Linked DNA regions of Mus musculus: region 2 is linked to region 1. A link is a contact called in public HiChIP or PLAC-seq data. All regions are on one chromosome and are shown on one strand. Each heading gives the region's core, a stretch centred on a gene start, on an enhancer-like site or on the middle of the called end of the contact. The rest is flanking DNA. Distances are from core to core; before and after follow the strand shown.

Region 1 (4,591 bases), core at 58-2,557:
TTTTTTCAAATCATATAATTAGAATTCTGTCCTTTGACTTTTTCCAAACCTGACTTTTTTTAAAAGTCCTTGTCCATGCTCTGTTGTGAGGTAAAATACTTTGTCCCACTTTCTAAGTTGTAAATACTTACCACTCTTGAGGTAACTGTTATTGATATCATCAGGAAGGTCCTCAGAGGCTGGGCTGGTAGGTAAGAGCCATCATGCCACTCACTATAGATGGCAGAGCTATAACCAGAATCTAGTTTTTTTCCCCCAAATTTTGTTTATTATCTCCTTTCTGTGCTTCTAATAGGTTCATAAAATGTCATTTTCCCCAGTATCAACCTAGAAGTCCAGAACATGGATATTAACAGAGTTTATTCCTACCTTAAGTTTGCCCCCTACACTTGCACTGCTGCCAACTGTAAGGAAGGGAAGAGAGAGTGGCCAGTTACTAAATGAAAGAAGTCTGGGAAACAAAAATCATGTTCACAGAAGTGAGGCCCCCTCACTCCTGCATTTGATAGTTACTAAAGAGGACAAGGTAAGATTGCTCAACTCCAGATCTTAGAATCCCCATGAATTTCACTACCTTACATAAGACTAGCTCCCAGAAGCAAAGTTTTAGGGAAGACAATTATTCTAAAGGATGCCAGGGCATAGTGGTTGGAGGATTTTCCTGTACTGTGGCCCGAGACTTGTTCAGTCAAGTAGAAACAAACTGTAATCCTGAGGTTTTTTTTTTTTTTTGTAGGACTCACAGCCAGTCTTTTATTATTTTAAGAACACTTGGTTGCTATCCTTAGATATGGAGGTGGGGATAGGGAAAGCCTAGGGCTCAGGGAAACAGACACATTCTTCTAGAAATAACAACTTTGTTCTGTACACAGGAGTGTGGTCCCCGGGGCAGTGCTACTACATTCCAGGGCTCTACCCAGGTTGATGAATAGACACAATTTCATCTCATTAGTTATTGACACAGAGTGGAGACTCCGTCCATTATGCACCTAGTATAACCTTTAAGGAGAAGATCCCACCAATGACCTGAGAAAGTGGCATTTGGTCTGAGTAATAGGTCAACACACCTGCACTGAGCCTTGTGAGCTGTGCTTAGACTTCCTCACCTTTCAGTGTGTGTCCCTGATGGGTGCCCCATAGCAAGAATGTGAACCTCCCCCTGGAACATCTGTGATTGCCCAACTGAGCTTAGCCATGTTCTAAGAAGTCAGTACTGAGTACTTTCAATAAAACAGAGCTATGTCCTCGAGCTGTAAATGCCTCCCAAAGACAATCAGACAGAACTGCATTGTTTCAGGGAGAAAGCCTCCTTACATAGTGGTCATATTGTGGTTACTGGGAGCTTGGTGACTAATCCACACAGAGGATGTACAGGAGAGAGGGGCTGGCATCTTTCCAGTGGATGGTGATGCTCTTAGATTAGGATTTGCATTGCTTTGCGTGCGCGCGCGCGCGTGCACACACACACACACACACACACACACACACACCCCAAACACAAGCTTTCATTGTGAAGTTTCTTGGCACCCTTGTGTTCCCAGTGTGAATTGGCTTGTGAGTAGAGATCTCCTCTTTTTGTCTGGGGGAAATTGTGTTATGGAAACTTGAATGATTCCTACAATACAAAAATGCACAGTGTGAATTGGTAGGATTGCCCAGTGGATAAAGGGGTTTGGTGCCAAGCCTGATGACTTGAGTTTGGTTATGTGGAACTTACATGAAAGAGGGAAAGAGCTGAGTCTTGCAAGTTGTCCTCAGACTTCCACATATGCACCAGGACATGCATGTACTTAATATAGAAACACACACACATACACTAACACTAACACACACAAACACATACACACACTAACACACACACACACAGTGGGCGTTACAAGAAAAGACTTTACACTGTACTATCTACATTTGCACTTCCAAAAATGTATACTGTGTACTTTACATATCAAAAACAGAATATTAGACAATAGGTTCTTGGGACATCATCATCTTTGGATATTGATCAACGAGTATGTACTTAGTATATAGTCTCAATTATTTTATGGGTAATATCTACAAATCTCTGTTTGGATCCTGAATAGCCTAGTTGATTCACATTAGTGCACTAGGATATTTTGCATCACTTTATTGCTAAGGTGAAAGAGAATTGTATTGGAAACAACGTTGCTTAAACAGAACTGAAAGAGTGATATAAAAGAGGCTGATGGATAAGTGCTGGTACTTAGCTGGTTCTGAATCTTAGACACCTTCTCTGTGTCTCTGTCCTCTAATCATGGAAGACTTCTCTGGAGAGTACTCCATGAGATATGTATGTAAGTTCTTCTTACTCATCTGTCTTGTCCTGTATGCTGACAGATTGGCATAAGATGGCACTCTGAGTTTGGACAATTATGAATTTTTTTCTAAATATTATCCCCAAAATTGGTGGTCTCTCAAGTTACTACAGAACACTGGGTGAGTTGATTAAAGGAAAGGTAAATGGGTGGGGATGGTCCAGGGCTAATTAGGGATTCAGTTAATGATTCAAATGTAATCATAGGCAGTGGGCATAGCTAATGAGTGTTGGGCTTTATACTTTTTATTGTCTATTTTTATAATTCTTAACAAGATGTCTGTGTATGTACATGAGAGTGCAGCTACATACTGAGGCCAGAGGTGTTGACTACCACCACCCTTACAGTCACTGAGCTAGAGGTAAAGGTTCCTGTGGACTACCCCATGTAGATCCATAGCCCTTCACGCTGAGCCTCTACAAGCGCAGTCTACAGTCTACCACTGAGCCATCTCTCCAGCACGACAGAATTTTCAGTTCATATTCTTCGATTTTCAGATTCTTCAGTGCCTGAATTCAACATATGCCTTAGCCTATAAGGACACTCTACCTAGAATGTAGTAACTGTAAGTCTTTCAAAGCAAGCCTTCTGCCAAGGTGGGGTAGAATGCACTGTTGTTTATTTTTATAACCTAGGGTCACACAGAACAGGCCTCAAAACTCAAGAGACAAAGCAGTGTAAGTTGTGTCTCTTTATTCTGTGCTCAAGGCCTTTCAATGGTATGAAACATCTCCTTGTTCTCTTATTGTGCAATTCAGCATACAGCTCTGAATAGGACCGTTTATAACTGGAAATTCCAGTGGAGTTCCACTTGTTCCTGACTTGTTTCCATGCCAGATGACACCCTCAGAGACTTTGAAGTTGCATGTTTGAAGGAAGTGCAACCCACCCACACCTCTGACTCCATATGTCTACCAATGTGTCAGCCCAGACTCTTGGAAAGGCAGTGGGCTTTTTTGGAAAAGCAGCTTCTGCCTGAAAGTGGATAGGAGCCCATCTCCAGAAGACGGGGATGCCTCATGATCCAATATGTCCTGTGGTTGAGGCTGATGCTGATGCTGATGGTGTTTCCAGAAGTTTCATCTGCAAGGAGAGGCTGAGGTCACTATCCAAGTTGCCCATGGGTCCTGGCTATAGCAAGCTTGTACCAGGGTTTTAGGGCAGGGTGGTTTGGCTTATGTGGTATAGATCCAAACACATTCTAATCTCTCCTTAGGGAACAGTACCTGTTTCATGTTCCTGTTCACCTCATTTGTATATGACGAAGTTTCTAATTGCATCTGAATTTCCAGGGTTTCATGGATTAAAAATGTGGCCAAACACAGGGATGGCTTTGTACCCTGGTAAGGACAAGAAAATATGAGCAACATTATTTATTCAACTCATAGTATGTTGTTTAAAATTTTGATATTGTGTTTCATTTAACTAGCACAAAAATCCCGTGCAGATATCTATATTAAACCAAAGAGTAAACTGCAAAAGCTTAAGGACTTTCATAGTTACTGAGCAGGAAGATGCGATTCACACCCACCTAACTCTAATTCCACAAAGGGCCATTTCTTTTAAATCATGGTCATTTTCAGAAGTCTTTCCCATTGAGATGAGTGCCCTATACTCTTGGCCATCAAGAGCTTTTAGTAGTGCATCTTAGGAAGGCTAATACCTAACTTTACTGGCTCTAGCTGTGTGCTCTCCTTGTAAATGATATTTGTTCTTCCTCCTCTGTCCACAGAAATTCAGAATTTCTTGGGGTCTCTGCATTTCTTTCTCAGCCAAAATGCAATATAGAGCCCTTATCACTTAGGTGCAGAATACAGACATCACAGAGTCACATTGCCTTCCTCTACATGGACTACTGTGACAAAATGCCACAGACTGGGAGACTTAAAAGCCAGAATCTTGTTTCGGTGACTTAGAGGCTAGAAAGTCCAAGTTCAAGGCATTCTGTGTCTTTACAGTGCCTTTCATGTTTATAGATGATGCTGTTGTGACGTATGCTCATGTGTTAGAAGATCCAAATGAGCTCCACTGAGTCTGATACAAGGGTACTCCTCTCAATCTTGTGAGTTGGATCTCTATACGTTCCCCCAGTTCATGTGCCATGGTTTAAATCTACTGATCTATCACTTTGTTATGCAGGGATTTTTATAGTTGAGTGTAATATCATTTGCATATTTTTGTTTTTGTTGTTTATACTTTTGTATAATATCCCAAATATTTTCCAAAGCAGTGATTTTTGCCCTCATTTATGTTCTAAT
Region 2 (4,406 bases), core at 1,359-3,858, 120 kb after region 1:
CTTTAGGTCTTCGCCTCTTCTTCTTTTCATGAGAGTAAGCCACAGAGAATCAGAGGTAATGAGCATACCCCGGCTCACTTGCCTGGCAGTGGTGGTGTGAACTGAAGGTCTTCTCACACCACCATACCTGGATCTTCCATGACACTGATTTCCCTGCGAACGTCCTCAACCATGAGAATTGAGGCTGACATAGACTGAAAACCATTAAGTAATTACATTTATTAAGTATGTTTACATTGATATCTAAATAGTATATAAATATATTTTAAACATCATACAGAAACAGAGCCCTGCTAAGTACAGGCTATTTTTTGCAACTTCATGGTTGATTTATTTTTACAATTTATATGTATGCTTCATAGTTTATATAAATTACTAACAATAATTATTGTCATCATTTGTGTATTGAAATGATATGTAAACATACACAAATATATAACTTATAGCAATGCAAATTAAAGACAAATATACATGAATATATAATACATAAGCATGACATATGACATAAAATAGTATAAATTCAGAATTTGTGATCTAACCTACAGCATGTAATATAATATGTAATATAATCTAATATAGGGATATATACAGCTTAATATAGTATTTATTTAAGATATATAATGACAATTACATCACATGCTCATCTAAAATTATACATATTTGTTTATAGAATTGTCATATACCAACATACAGTATTATTATAGTAAATAATATTCATTCACAGTATCCTATAGTAAGGGAAAAAACAATGATATCTCTGTTCAGGATATGACTGGGTATTTACCCTGAAATATGAAACCCTTATTTCAAATCCCAAACACCCATATATAAACCTTTACATAGGTATGTGTACTTGTAACCTCAACTTTGTGGTTGGAGGTAGATGGATCCTGAGACCTCACTAGACAGTAAGGCTTTCTGAAATGGCAAGTTCCTGGTTCTGCAAAGAGACACTGTTTCAAGGCAGTAAGGTAGAGAGTGATCTAGGCCAATAGTCTGTGTCCTGCTCTAGCCTCTGCATGCAACTGCATGGGCATATGCACTCATATACTCATGTGCAGGCACCATGCACACATATATCATCAATACAAAAATAACATAGAAAATACATGAAATTTGGTGATATGTTACGTAGTATGACAACAAATACATTGAACTCTACATTATATAATATAGTGGCTTCAGCCCTGGGGAATGAACATTTGTTGATTGTCATTTCTTTGGAAAGAGTACAGGGCATCTTTCATGTTGCTGCCTCTAGACCTCAACAAACCTGCAAGAATAGTTTTCATCCTTAGAAAAGCAATGGAACCTGAAGTCACAATTTTTTTCTCTTTAAAAACACAGTACTAGCAAAAAGAACCATGAGTAACTCTAGTTCTTTCTAATTTAATAATAATTGTAGACCCTTGGAGTTGGAGATATGTCTCAGAGGTTAAGAATACCAGCTGCTTTTCCAGAGGACCTGGATTTGATTCCTAAATGCTTTCATGGTCTGACAACTCCAGTGCCAGCAGATTTGATTCTTGCAGGCACTGCATGAACATGGTGAATATACATACATAATACATAATATGTAATACATAATATGTAATACATAATATGTAATACATAATATGTAATACATAATACATACATGCCTAATACATGCATGCATACACACATATACATAAATGCATTCAGTCAAAACTCACATAAACATAAAAAAACATGAAAAATCATGTGCTTTGTGTGTGTGTGTGTGTGTGTGTGTGTGTGTGTGTGTGTGTATGTGTGTGTGTGTTTTCTATCAAGTCAGATAAGTGAGTCAGTGAGGGCAAGAAATGGAGGAAATACAGGGAGAGAAAGGAATTGTGTTTGGGGCTTGCCCTGTCCTTACATTTGAAAGCATTACAGAACTTGTAACTTCTCACTGATGGAAAGAAAGGCTAAGGAAGCCCATACTACTACACCACAGTCTTTCAGTCTCCTTGGGGTAAAGGGCAAGAGGCAAGGATTTAGAGCACGTGTCCTGACGTAGCCACATGTACTCTGGGTGGCAGAAACCCTGCAGTGTGACACCATTATGACCAGAATCCATAAGCTCAAAGCATTCTTTGGAATTCAATGCCTCTGATTGCTGTGTAAGTGCTTGATATTGGAAAGACTGCCAGAAACAAGACAGATGAGGAGGAGCTGCCAGCTGGGCACTGAATCAACAGTGCCAACACTGGGAAAAAGCATGCGAGTCCATGGAGATCTCTTAGCTATTTACCAAAGGGGAGGATTGTTTATTTCCTAGGTATCTCCCAAAGAGCCCATTTATGAGCTCCATTTATGACTTCAAACAAGCTATCTGGCAGAGATGTGGCAGCAAAGATAAGGAAAGGACTAATTAATGCTCTTGCACCATGCTTCAACACCCAGATCTGTAATTACCCAAGTTGTGTGCTTAACCACCAAAATTTATTTTAAAATACAAACTAGCTTTTAAGTATCTTTTAAAATGTGACTAATAGTTTTATCTTGTTCCTGGCACCATTTCCTCTGCTTGTTAGGGTTATAAATAGGGTATTCCACTTGGCAAGAGTCTTGACCGTGGCATTGCTGCAATGGTTCTATAGTTACTCTAACAAAACAGAACATAACTGGCATATTTCTCCTCAAACTTTCCTAACATTTACACTGCCATCTGCATACTTTTCCTTTGACTTCACTCTGAAAATCACATGCTCTTCTGATGCATACCAGAGACTTGACTATGTAGACATTTGGTGGGGGTGGGGGAAAGAAATCTAGAGAGAACAGTGAGAATTAGCAGCATTTTCTCATTTCTGATGTCAGACACTTATTACCTGCAACACTGCAACCATTTTTAAGAAGTATTTAATCAAGCTTTCTTTGAGGTCAATTCTGGATAAGGGACAAAATTCCCTGTTAATGTACCACTGTGAATAACAGCATTGCTTTCTTGGGGGTTATATAGTTAATTTCCTACATTCCAATAAATCTATAGAGAAGTGTGCCAATGGAATGTACAGGCTGTGTGTGTGTGTGCCCATGTATATGTGGGCACAAGGAAAATCAATGGTGAGTTTTACAAACTCAAGTGACTAAGTTATAATTAAAGACTTAGAGCATATAAATGTTCATTGCCAATGTTTGAAATAAATGTTAGATAATGTACATGGTTGTGTAAAAGCATGGAGATGATAAAAAATACTTTCAGAGAAAGACATAAAAATACAAATTTCACAAGTTTGTTTCTAAGATACTTGAGGCCCCTTAATACATAGCTGATTTTCACCCTGTTCAGGTTTAAAAAAATAAAGAAGAAGAAGAAGAAAAGAAAGAAAGAAAGAAAGAGAGAAAGAAAGGAAGGAAGGAAGGAAGAAAGGAAGAAAGAAAGAAAGAAAGAAAGAAAGAAAGAAAGAAAGAAAGAAAGAAAGAAAGAAAGGAAGAAAGAAAGGAAGAAAGAAAGGAAGAAAGGTAGTTTAGGCACTAGTTTAAGGGTTTTTTTTTGGGTTATTTGTTGTTTTGGCTTTCTGTTTGTTTGTTTGTTTGTTTGTTTATATTTTGCTTGTTGGTCTGGTTTGTTTTGGTTAATGGCAAAGAATTCTTAGAAGTGCAATATTTGGGCAGGCAAATGAAGATAGCCTTCTCTGTGATATTGGATAAATTATCCCACCAGTATCACATGGTTAGTCAAAGCATCAGTTTAATGAATGTCAAGCTGGGCAGTGGTGGTGCATGCCTTTAATCCCCACTTGGGAGGAAGAGGCAGGTGGATTTCTGAGTTTGAGGCCAACCTGGTCTACAAAGTGAGTTCCAGGACAGCCAGGGCTACACAGAGAAGCCCTGTCTCAAAAAAGAAAACAAACAAACAAAAAAAAAACCAAACAAACAAAAAAGGAAAGTCTAAGTGTCCACTGATTGTTTTTGAATCTCTAGGTGTTCTGTTTGTGCTTTTACATCCTGGAGTAAAGGCCAGGGTATTGTGTAATTATACTGTGTGACTTCAATCCATTGCCTGAGTGTCTCTGGGTGAGAATTTACCACCACAGAAACAATCTAGAACTTAATTGTGAAGCCCTTTTTGTTGTAAAAGAAAACAGTGACTGGTGTGTGGTGTGGGTGATTGTGTGTATATTGATGTTGCTGTTTTTGTATTTTTTTTTCTTTAGTGTGACTGTTTACTGCTTGTGGTTTTGACATTTTTGTCTTGTATCCTTACGAATTTAGGATTTCCTTAGGATCTCAAGAAGCAATAGTTTGTATCACTGTTTTAACATTACTTTCAGATGTAGAAGGGAATGGACATTTATATGTAATTGAATAAAATGAAGTGATATTCAGAATATAATATCTTATGGCTTTGAAATAATATAGACAACATGTTGGATAAGTTGTTTTGGTTTTGTCATTCT

Evidence for each region. HiChIP or PLAC-seq counts read pairs in DNA pulled down with a chosen protein or histone mark.
Region 2: a contact with region 1 is called in a FOXA1 HiChIP or PLAC-seq map of pancreatic cancer cells. The contact joins two enhancer-like sites. A contact is called at or near these places in 1 of 39 promoter capture datasets (the 3T3-L1 cell line), 8 of 484 Hi-C or Micro-C datasets (the C2C12 cell line, the HL-1 cell line, the Patski cell line and 4 more) and 1 of 115 datasets of contacts at active chromatin or transcription factors (pancreatic cancer cells).

What each region holds. Positions count from the first base shown.
Region 1 is chr12:9,854,999-9,859,589 of GRCm38.p6, forward strand. No RefSeq gene overlaps it. Among named protein-coding and RNA genes, the nearest start is that of Gm22845, 8.2 kb to the right of the region's middle. Within about 2 kb of position 1,308, at least 38 of the 459 cell types and tissues checked have an H3K27ac peak or open chromatin away from gene starts, as enhancers often do. A contact at or near this core is called in the C2C12 cell line, the HL-1 cell line and pancreatic cancer cells, where this site is marked.
Region 2 is chr12:9,976,688-9,981,093 of GRCm38.p6, forward strand. No RefSeq gene overlaps it. Among named protein-coding and RNA genes, the nearest start is that of Gm33734, 59 kb to the left of the region's middle. Within about 2 kb of position 2,609, at least 60 of the 459 cell types and tissues checked have an H3K27ac peak or open chromatin away from gene starts, as enhancers often do. A contact at or near this core is called in the C2C12 cell line, the HL-1 cell line and pancreatic cancer cells, where this site is marked.